2 separate regions of the Neogale vison genome follow, and region 2 is linked to region 1. The links are chromatin contacts, called in public Hi-C maps. All regions are on one chromosome and are shown on one strand. The core of a region is the stretch at or near the end of the contact, and the rest is flanking DNA. Distances in the headings are between cores, read along the strand shown.

What was found. A called contact is a pair of places that touch in the nucleus more often than the background predicts.
Region 2: a Hi-C map of muscle shows a contact between it and region 1, with 2.3 times the contacts expected there. The contact joins two enhancer-like sites.

The regions. Positions count from the first base shown.
Region 1 is chr13:32,627,542-32,633,316 of ASM_NN_V1, reverse strand. No RefSeq gene overlaps it. Among named protein-coding and RNA genes, the nearest start is that of ZFP36L1, 110 kb to the right of the region's middle. Within about 2 kb of position 3,581, the one cell type or tissue checked has open chromatin away from gene starts, as enhancers often do.
Region 2 is chr13:32,756,651-32,762,425 of ASM_NN_V1, reverse strand. All of the region lies in intron 10 of RAD51B (DNA repair protein RAD51 homolog 2), which reads left to right. Among named protein-coding and RNA genes, the nearest start is that of ZFP36L1, 240 kb to the right of the region's middle. Within about 2 kb of position 3,560, the one cell type or tissue checked has open chromatin away from gene starts, as enhancers often do.

The DNA.
Region 1 (5,775 bases), core at 2,332-4,831:
AGAGGGAAGAGGAAATGAATCGTTATTGACAGCATCCTAAGTCCCCCTACACCTACAATCTCATTTAAACCCAACTGCCCTGCAAACGTGTGACAGCTAGGCATTGTTGTCCCCATTTTGTCAGTTTAAAAAAAGTTTTTAAGGGAAAGTAACTTTGTCAAAGTTACATAAATGACAGGGTTGGCTTTTTAACCCAGATATGTCGGACCCAGAGTCTGTGCCATATCTGTTTCTCCACCAAGGACCAGCATAGCCATTTGTAGGGAGAGAGTAACCTTGGATGAACTACTTAGCCACCCATTGCCTCTGTTTCCCATCTGTAAAATGGGTATGAGGCTGATAGCTAACTTACCCATCTACCTCATGGTTCTGTTCCAGTGGTGGCAAGAGCTCATGAATAAAAAGTCTTGAGAACTTTTTTTTTTTAAGATTTTATTCATTTAATTGACAGGCAGATCACAAGAAGGCAGAGAGGCAGGCAGAGAGAGAGAAGGAAGCAGGCTCCCTGCTGAGCAGAGAGCCCGATGCGGGGCTCCATCTCTGACCCTGGGATCATGACCTAAGCCGAAGGCAGAGGCTTTAACCCACTCAGCCACCCACGCCCCCTGGTCTCGAAAACTTTAAAGCATTGTGGTTATATAGCGTTAACCCTCACCTTGAACGTAGAAGTCATTATGGCTCTTCTCCTATCTAACCTTATCCGGTAGTACATTACAACTTAGCCAGTCTAGTACATGTTCCCTCTTCCTGTTCTGATCGGTTCGTCTGTGACTGCTGGCTCTTCCCCTGGATCCCCTGTGTTGGTCTCTTCCCAGAGTAAGTTCTTCCTTGTCCACAGCTGTTCCTCAGCCATGTTCCTTCCTGCAGCAGTGGTCCCCACTCTGGGACCCCAAGAGAGCGGTCCATGGACTCACCTTTCCAGGAGGGCGTGGTAATGTGTAACAATCAGCTTTCCAAGGGTACGACTCACACCATAAATCAAGCCCCGATTTGTAGAGTTTGCCCATTTCCGTGGCATAACTATTCTCCCCATGAGTGACTTCAAACCACCCCATGGGAGATTACTGAACGTGGCGCTGGGAAGAGACGAACAGCCACACACAAGTATGATATCCCCACCGTAGGGACATAAGAGAGGTGTAACAAAAGCATACAGAATAGTAAATTGAAGCCAAATAATGAGGATGTAATCTGTTTTTAGTATTTATTACTGTTGTTTTTAATATAATGTATCCAACTGCAGGTTTATATAATTTCGTTTTCATGATGGCTGTGTTGAACTGGCTCACAAAATTCCTGAAAATTTAAAAATCAGCCAATGCAAGGCGGCCCCAGTACACCGCTGTCCCTTCCGCTCTTCCTAGCAGCCCCCACAGGCCTCGTGCCACGGGCTGGCCCCACCCTTTGCTGAATAACCCCAGCTCGTCCAGGTCCACCTAAATCAAGAGAACATTATTCAACATTCAGCTTCTCCAAATAAGCAATGTCGACGGCTTCAGTCCAGTGGAGTGACTTAATGATCTGTTTCCTTCAATAAACTGTGATTTCTGAATTTAATTCAGATACCTGAGTGTCGTTGTAAACCGAGAGTGAGGCCCAAAGGCGTTTGTGATGTAATACACTAGGTTTATACTTGGCAAGCAGACGGCTTTGTGAGAAATGGATTTTCTTAGGCCGATTTTAGGAAGTTTGGGGTGTTTTTTTAAGAGTTAAGCCAAGGCAAAAAATAACCCTCGCAACATATCACTTCACAGCTGGTCAGCCTGGGAGAAACTATTCTGGGATATCCAAACTAAGGTGCCTCTTTAAACTCTAGGCAAACTGGAATCAGGATGTGGGGTTTCTATTCCTGTCTGTGTCAGGGACTTGGTATGTGATCCCTGGCCAGCTGGTTCCCTCGCTGGTGCCTCAGTTTACCCTATGGTGCGATCAAGTCAACTGCCTTCGCTAAGGACATTAGACTTGAGCTCTAGAAAGTAAGAAAGATAGTTGTTAGGGTTTGCTGGAGAGTTTGGGGTATCCCCTCCAGGAGCCCTTAATTGGTGTAGACTCTGGGAAAAGCTAAGTTTTAGGTGACCTTACCTATAAGAAATGACAAATGAGCAAGGTTTACCAGAAAGCAGCAGGAAGAGGACTAGAAGGAAGGGTCCCCCAAGCAACTCATTGGGGGAAGTGTTAGGTGGGGGGTTAGAGTAAATTGCGTTCAGTGTTCACATCTCTGGGGCAGCGTGTGGGCAAAGGATAAGCTAGTCAGAGGAAAGGTAGGTGGAGAAAAGGAGAGGGGGTTAGTGGTGCTTTTGTCCGGTTTTGATGAGAGTTTCCTGAGTAGGAAAGTAACGGGATCAAAGTTAGGATTCTGATGTGGGACGTTAGGATACCCACATGGAAGAGGACTAGGCACTTGGCAAACTTGGAGGCAATACCAGCCTCAGAAACACCCCCATAGGTTGCATCCCGGGGCGGCTGTATAAATAGCCTCTGTTCCGTTCGTCGTGAGTTCTTGTGGAACAAACCTCTCTCCCCTGCTTAAAGCCGGAGCAGCCATTTGGATGACCCATCACTGAATTCTTCTTTATGGTTCCTTCTGGCGCCTTGGAGTCTGTCACCTCACTTTTCCTGCCAGCCACCTAGGCAGAGGGGATACTATCCTAATTTTCATGGGAGAGCAAAAGAGACCTAGAGATGTTAAATGACCTACTCCAGATCCCAGCTGAGGCTCGAACCCATCATGTGGCCACAAGTCATGGACCTCTTCTACCCCAGCCCATCTCTATCAAACCTGACCAGCTACTTCATTTTTCCCATCCACAGGCCAGACGCTTTTTGCAATACAAAGCTGTTGGATCTCGAGAAAAACTAAAAGGCCAATTCCAGTTGTCGAACACTGTACGCTGGATCGAGAGTTTCTTCCAAACATTCTATGGGAAGCCAGAGGATTCTCAATTCCAAAGCCAGACGAAATTTGGATTTCCTCTAAAAAGAGACGGTCTCTCCCTGTTTAGAACATACCCTTCCTCATTAGGCTAGTTCTGTGTTTTGTAATAACTTTTGCTTACACCACAAAATTGTCATAGATTATGGAAACACACAGGCCTTGGGGGGAAAAAAAAAAAAGAAAAAGGTCCCGAGGTCCCTGGAAGTCATTATTCCTTCCTTTAGCAATTGCTGAGTTAAGCACCAAAAATATGGTTCCCATCTTGCTCCCCCCTCCAACAAACATACACACACACACACACACGATCTGCTGGACATATGTTCAGAAGAAAGCAGGGACATGGGAGTAGGAGAAGAAGATTCACATGTCGTGAGTCAAGAGCTTAAGCATTTGAAAAGAAAAAGTGGGAGAGGGTGGGGAGTTTGCAGCCCTAGAAATGGAATATCCCAAGGATTTATTGCCTTTGAGTATCTCACAAGGCATTTTTTTTTACATAAAATCTGTAGCTTATGGCTTTTTTTTTTTTTTTTTTTTTTTCAGTATAGAGCAGTAAACAAGAGCTCTGAAAGGGGAAGGAAGCCAGGAGAAAGCCAGCTCCATTAGTCACGCAGCTGCATATCCTGTCACAAAGGACCCCAGTTGAGTAATCGCCCAAAATATGCCTGTTATTTTTTTTTTCTGTCAGAAAAAAATGGGGCTTGCCAAAATGTACTGTAAAAAAGAAAAAAATCTGGTCTGTCAGCCCCAGAGGGGGAAAGGAAAAGAAAGAAGAAACAGGCGTAACTTCTCAGCACTCTCTGACCCTCTCCCGACTTATCCTTCAAAGAAAACGCCTTCAGACTCCTCACAGCAATGGAGTCCGGCTTGAGAAAAGCTGGCTTGTGAGGTGTCCCAGGTGTCAGGGTCCCTGCGGGCCATGGTGCCGAGAGGGGGCGAGGGCTGGGAGCACGGCAATGGGAGAGGGGGATGACGACAGGGCAAATGAGCAGAAAGGGGACCAGAATTTCACCCAGTCCTTTGATGGACTTTAAGTGGGTGAGCTGATTGTCCCATAGGGAGCCTGCGGCAGCCACACCAATTCTGTGAGGTGACATGGGCCCGGCCAGTGACTGAGTATTCTAATGTCCTCAGCAAAACCACCATTGTCTCAGGCCTCGGGCTGTTTGGGCCACAGACTGAACAACAAGAGTTTATGTGGAAGAACATCTGACCCTGGGAAAGTCCAAAGAACGGGAGCTAAGGGAAGGACCAGAGCAGCCTACGGTCTCAGGAGTGGTCTTGGCTGGTTTTCCAGAAGTGAGGGCCCGCACACAAAGCGTCACTCAGCTTCTGCCTCTGGCTTCTGCTCTCAGCCCCAGGACACAAAGATGGTCAATCCAAGCACAGAACACTCTTGGAAAGACAATTTCCCTCTTGCTCACACTCTGATCTAGTCAGAGTTGTACACGGGGAAGGAGACTTCTCTTACAGAACAGAACCCTAAGGGGAGGAACAAGGCCGATGCACTATCCCTTTTGCTCTGGGCTCTCCGGAGCCTGTCGTAGAGGAGAGGGCCCAGCCCGGCCTCAGCTCCAAGGACCAGGCTGCCAGAAGACCCTTTCCAGGATCACCTCCAGTGATCAGGGTCTAACATTCGGCTATGTGGCAAGTCCAGGCTAAGTGCCTGGCTATTCTAAGCAATTCTAGGCCAAGGAAACTCCAGTCCAAGGACCAAGCCAATCTCCTTGCTGACTACCACAGGATGGGCCTTCAAGACCCTTGAGCCCCACCCATCCTGTCAGAGGCACAGTCCTGGGCTTCAAGACTCAGCCCTGTCCACTGCTTCCCCCGGGAGAGCTACTTGACACCTAAAGCCATCCCTAGGACGCTTATAAAGTGACGGGCATGGCTTCCTGCCGAGAACAGGAAGTTGGAAGAGAAGACTCTCCTCCTGGTTTCGCTGCTGATGTGCTGTGGAATATCAGGCAACTCAAGTGAACTGTCTCCTGTCTATAAGATTTATGAGCTATGAATCAGAACCTCTATTTCCCCGCAGTGTGCAAGGTCCTGGGAAGCCAGCGGTGAATAACACAGATATAATCCTTTTCTTTATGTGAGACCCAGCAGCCTTTCCCAAACCTTCCAACAGCACATGACTGTGATTCCTGAAACCAGCTCCTCGGGTGGGCGGTTTGGGGGCGGGAGGGTGTGATAGGAATATATACAACAAATAAACACACACACTGTGATTTTAAAGAAAGAGACAAAAACAATCAAACGCGAGTACTAGTGTTTCCAAAATGCTTGTAGAAGACAGCCCTTGAGCCACCTGACTATAAAGAAAATTCTATCAGAGCATCTGGAATTCTCTCTGTTCCACGTTCCAGCTTACTGGGAAACGTAAAGGACCAAGACCAGCTTATGACGCACAGACTCCATGAATATCAGTGCCCATCGTCTCATTCGTATGAGACTCCAGGCACCGGACTGACCCCAGGGACTCTCCTTCCTTATCTCCACTCTAGCTGAAGGACCTATGAGGGCTACTGTCTTCCTCGGGGCTCAGCCTCTTCTTAAGGCCAGGCCCTTCTTATAAACCATGAGCTGAAATCAGAAACGTCAGCCCCAACCCAAGCCCACTGACCATGTTCCGAGGCTGACAGGCCTGGCACAGGAGCACAGGGGTGATGTTATGATCCCCTGAATTGCAAACGAATGAGGTCTCTGGAAGTGCCCATGCCCACACGGATTTTCCTTTGTGGTAGCAGTGACAGCTGAGCCACCAAGGGTGGGGTCGCCATTTAGCTTCGCCCCCTCCCCTTCCTGTGCCCTGTGAAGGGGCTTGGGGGCGGGTCCTCACA
Region 2 (5,775 bases), core at 2,311-4,810, 130 kb before region 1:
CCAGAAAGAATAAAATAAGGCTGTCAAGAAAAATCTGAAATGGTCTCCAAGGAGATAGGAGTAATGAAATGCTCAGGTCAGGAGCGGGGTGCTTTCTGGAGAGATTCAAAAAAGAAAGGAGGACAAGGTGACCATGTGTGAAATTCAAACGAATCAACAGTGATTTGAGAAAGCCAGGCAGATTGGCACCTGCCCAGTACTTTCTGAGAGAAGGCACTAAGCCTAAAATAATTCACAAAATCTACCTCTCATTTTTATTCTTACCTTTAATCAGATTTTTTTATTGAAAATTTTTTATGGTTGGTTCCCTGTCCACTTTCCCCCCTCCCTGCCAAGTGTATTTGCCAAAGACCAACAGACCCCTGTGTTCAATTATTCTGGCCTCAGGGAATAATGATTAAGGAGTTCCAAGAACGGGATGTGGGAATAGTGGAGAAGTTAGGTTTCATTTAAGGTCCTTGGAAAGAAGAAAGTACCCTAGGCTGCTCAGACGGGAAAGGAGCCGGTTCTTCATAGATCCTGCGAAAGGATACGCTGAGCCCTAGAACAAACTCCCAACCCAGGGGAGTTCCCGTTTTCATGGATACAGGCAGATCTTTGAGTACCAGTTTTCAGGGGCATGTATTTGCTTCACTGTTCCCCGCTTTGATTGTGCAAAAATATTTTCAAAGTAAAGGGCTTGGTGACAAAGTTGGGCTCTTTGAGGCTGTTCCTGGAGCGAGAGGAGGTGTGTGCCTCTGGCTGTCCACTTGGCAATGAGTCTTCACACTGCTTCTTTCCACCCAACCATTTTGGCCACTGGAGTTGTTTTAACACAACACGGTCTAAAAAGAATACCAATCACTTCCCTTTGCTTCATGCTCTTCCCATCAACTCAACTGGCATGTTTCAGGCGCCTGCTCTGTGCCAGGCGTTTTCTTCAGAATGGAACAAGACTGTCCTTGCCCTAGCAGCTTACCAGGAGAGACAGTCAGGTACTGTTAGTACCTGGGGCAGAAATAGTGTGAGAAGCACTATGGAGACTCAGTGGAAGGAGCTTCCAGCAGAAAGCAGACATGAAAAAGGGGAAAGGGCCTGACTCTAAAGGGAACTCTGTCCATCACTCATTCTTCCACATATTGATCACCCAAACATTTATTACCTGCTTGTAGTTTTCCAGGAAACATGGGTCTGGGAATTCAAAGAAGAATGGGACGTGGAGCACAGGGTTAGGAGGGAGAGGGAGGGGAGGAGGTGGTGAAAGAGGAGTTGAGAAACAGATCGGGCCAGACTGGCAAGGGCCTTGCCTGCCAAGCTGAGTCTGAACCTTGTTCTGGGCATAATGAGGAGACTTTGGAGGTCTTTATGTGGGTGGTAGCGCAGATTTCCACCCCACCCCATTATTTCCGACTTCAGCCCCTGATTTCTTTCTTTCCTAGAACTTACTACAGCATGGAAGTATTTTATTCACTTGTTTGCCCTGTGCTTGTTTCCTGTCTGAATCCCCAGCTGGGATGCAAGACCCATAGGGACAGGGACCGCACCTGGTCTGACTCACTGTCGTAAGGCCAGTCCTGGGCAGAAGGTGGGCCCTTAGCAATATTTACCAAATCAGATCTGTGTTCAGAGAATTGTCTCCTGTTTGTAGCGTGGAGGGTATCTGAGGGCATGAGGGTGGGTGATCCCATAAGAAGGACTATAGTAGCCGAGAGATGCTGGGAGCCTAATCTGGGCAATGGTGGCACAGGAGGAGGGGGACATATTTAAAGGACTCATCCAAGGTAACGCTGACAGACCTTGATGAGGGAGAGGGAGGGGTCAGAGGTGACTGTAAGGTTTCCACTGGGATGTCTGAGTGGCTGGTGACACCACTGAGAGAGAAAGGAGAGCGGAGGAACCCGAGGAGGGACTTGTCGTGGGAAGCAGGAGAGCGTAGATAATGAGATCAGTTTTGGACATGTGTGATTTGAAACAACTGTAGAATGCCCGACTGGAGATGTTCAGCAGACAGTTGGAAATATATGTGGGCAATCCAGGAGATGGCTGGGACTGAGGTCACAGATTTTTGGTGATAAATGAAGCCAACAGAGAGTATGGCTGCTCAAGGAGAATAGAGTTTGAAGAAACAACAGAAGCCTGAACCTGGGAGATACAAAGTTTAATGAGAGAGTAGGAAAGAGGAGCAATGGAAAAACAGAAGGGGCAGTCCAAGAAGTAGGAGGAGAAGAGATGGGACTCCTAGCCACCATTGAGAAATTTGAGCCCCACCTAGGACAGAGCAGTGAGAACAGAAGCTGCCATCTTGGCTGACTGATACTGCCCTTTGCTTACCCTGTTAGTGGTAAAAGGAGACTCTTAGCAATTCTGGGTCACAGAGAAGAACAGAAACACATCTGTGTCGTTTATCAGGACTCTCCCCTTCTAACAGACCCAGGGGGTGGGGCCAGATTTAGTCTTGGGCTGAAGGGTACGTATTGGTGGGAGTTCTCAGCTTGGAAACATTTTTTGAGTGGGCAGCTACAACACAAACCCCAGCAAATCCTGCCTCTTATCACCTCCTACCAAAAATGGCTCATGTGGATTAAGCAGTTGCTTGACCAATGGCCCCCACTTTGGGGTTTGGGTTCAGGTTCCAGCAGGGTTATTGCAAATGGCAGCTGTTTCCATTTCTCTCAAGGAAGAGGTTTTTCTCGGGGAGCTGGTTCATGAGGTAGTGCCCATCTTCACCTTCCCTCAATACTAACCTCTTTTCCTCAGCATTCCCTGCCCCAACCAACCCTGGTTCTGCCTTCCTTCTTGGCACTCGTGTACTACTTTCCTGCCCTCTGGCACAAACCAGTGCCTTATTTTAGGCACTGAATACTGCAGGAATGAAATGAGAACTTAAAGAGAAGTCCAGGACCCAAAAGAAACCAAAGAGGAGATGCTCTAGCTAAAGGGAGGAACAGACCGGTCTAGCACTCCTGAGGTCCCTCAGAGTCCTAGCATTCCAGGGGATCTGCTGTGAGCCTCTGAGCCAGGACAACCTGCACTGGCCTCAGAGTCTACGGGCCTCGTCTTTAGCCCCCATCCCTTCCCCCTGTCTCTGTCGTATTGAGGTCGTTCCTGGCTCTGAACTTCTCTGAGAGAGTGTCTGCTGGTCATGAGTCACGCTTTTCCTGGGCCTTTTCCCTCCCAGAGAAAGAAGAATCCAGGCTGATGCAGAGAGGTGGATACCCTGACCCAGAATGTGCTCTCCACAGCCCCCCACCACACACACACCCCCGCTGCCACCATCCCGCCTTGGTCTCTACCAGAGCTGCCCGGCTCAGGCTCAGCGATCCTGCCTCCAGGGCCTGAGTGGTTCTCTGGAGCAGGGAGGCAGAGGGAGGACATCTCAGTCTCCCACCTCCCTTTGGGCTCGGTGCTGGGTGAACCGTGTCAGCCCCCCTGCCGGGGGCCGCCGGGCTTTCTGGCGTGGGGCGCACACGCTGGGGCCCAGCCCGGCCCAGCCCTGCCGCATTCTTCGGCCCGGCTTGTGCGTCACCGCTATTCATCTTGCTTGGTGCCGGGCTTGGCAGCAGATGCTGTAAATATGGTAATTTTAGACTCCCTGATTGGAGAGGGCTGCGGGGAGCGGAGGAGAACAGTCTGGTTTACTCTCTGGGAGCTGGGCCCAGCTGGCGCAGCCATCCTCTGTGCGCCCTCTTCACCAAGCGGTGGCCCCATCGGGGCCCCCCCACCCCTTTTTGTGTTCAGGCCTGACTTCTTGGAACCTGGGAAGGAATGAGAAGGACAGATCAGATGTGTCTGGGCCCTTGGCCTGGAGAATTGCTGGTTCACCTGGAGAGCACGGAGGCCGACCAGCCGGAGTACACCCAGTACCACATGGGGTGGGGTTCCTGACCCTGCAGAGACCCTGCCGAGGGCGGGCTGCCTGGGGGATTAGACCCCCACCCAGGGCCGCATTCAGGGCATACTAGGGATGATGTGGGGGCTGCCGGAGGCCTCTGACCCCTCCTGAGCTCTCTCCCTTTTCTGTTCTTTTTCTCCTGACCTCCCCCTGTGGGGGGCTGTCACTCCCAAGGGCCAGAGGCGGCAGCTCCCAGGGTTGTCAGCTAATCGCTCCTCCCACCCCTTTGGTGCTTAGAGGCGTAATTTGCATTTGATTACAGGACCCCTGAAGAGGGTCGAGATTCAAATCACCCCTGGGAGAGACTTCTGGGCTGGTGTTTTCAGGCACAGGGAATCAGAGTAGGAGCTGAGAGTTTTGAGCCCAGGGCCAGGTCAGGTTCTTCAGAAGCCACCAGATAGACTTTCAGCTGTCTGTCCGAGATCCTCAGCAGGACAGTCCCAATTCCAAGGCTCTGAGCTGGACTTGGAAAGGTCTTCGTATTTGAGCCTCTGTCTGTAAGTCATAGAATGCTTGAGTCCAACCCGAAGAGAAGTGACTTGAGCCCAATCATGGGGCCAGATAACCACAGGGTTGTTTGCCCACGTCTGGTGCTCAGTCCCTGCCCTGGACACATTTTTATAGAAGGCTCTAGAAGAAAGAAAAAAAAGTCTGATAGGTGTTTCTTTGTTGCCAATTCCTGGGGGAAGCCACGGCAGGATCCTAGTGCTAGCACATGATGTCTAGACCCCTCTGGTGACAGAAAACTTGCCGTCTGTAAGGCAGCCTATGAAAACCCTGGTCCACTCTGACTCAGGTAAGAGTTCTGGACAGCTGTGAGCTGTTCATGCTGAAGAGGCCTTACAGGGAAGCTGCGTGGATCAGGACTCAGTCAGGTTTGGGTCTAGAGAAGCTCAGGCATCAACCGTCCCCAGCAAATGGTCTTATTGCTGCCCATCCTATAGTCCTATAGAATAAGTCAGAATCCCAGCTAACCACAGTCTTCCCTAGGAGAGGTGTGGCCTGGTCTACTTGGAGAAAAAGATGGGCCTCCTGTGTGAACAGCATTTTGCAAACAGCATTTGCAAGCATGCAAATGGGTCAGAGTACTTGGAAACACTTTGTTCTTCCAGTGGATTAACAATTTTCCCCTGGAAAACAAAACAAAACAAAACAAAACAAAAACAAAAACAAAAACAAAAACAACAAAAAATGTTCCACAGAACTCGAGAAGCACACTCTTCCTTCACGCACAGTATGGGGTTTTACGTCAGCGAGCTCTGATGGGCCGGGAGTCTGGAAACTGTGCTGTACCAGTCCATCCATCCCCACAGCGCTCTGTGTTCTAGAGCGGGGGAGGTGTACAGGCCTTCTGGAGAGATTTGAAAATAACAGTAGATGAGTGAGAGAAAGGGTTGCTTCCAGTTCAAAAATGGTTAAGGTACTGATAACCATGAGACCTGGTCAGTGGAGAACAGGGACATGCAAGTGGAGGGTGAGGAAAGAGAGGCAGGAGAGCAGGGAGGTGGTACAAGACAGGAGTTTAAAATTGTTTTCCCTCTGTAAAATTCTGTCGTCCCCTAGGTAATCAGTTTTGACAGCACCCCCTCCCCCCAAACTGGGTCTGTACAAAGACCTGGTAAAGAAAACCCTCCGCGGGGCTCCCCACCCCCCATCCCCTGGCCTCCGCACAAGTCCCCTGCCTAGTCTCCAGGCCTCCGCAGTCGCCCTGTCCTGTGTCCCACCCCAGAGTACTGCTCCTGCATCTCACTTCCTTGCTTCCGCTCCCCTGCCCGCTGACTAGCCCACCATGCTCTGGCCTGGCAGTCCGCAGCCCCATGCCCCGGCTACAGGGGACCTTTCCTGACTCGTGCCTTATCCCTCCCATGGATGAGGTCGCCTATTTGCCACCGCGTGGAGTGCCC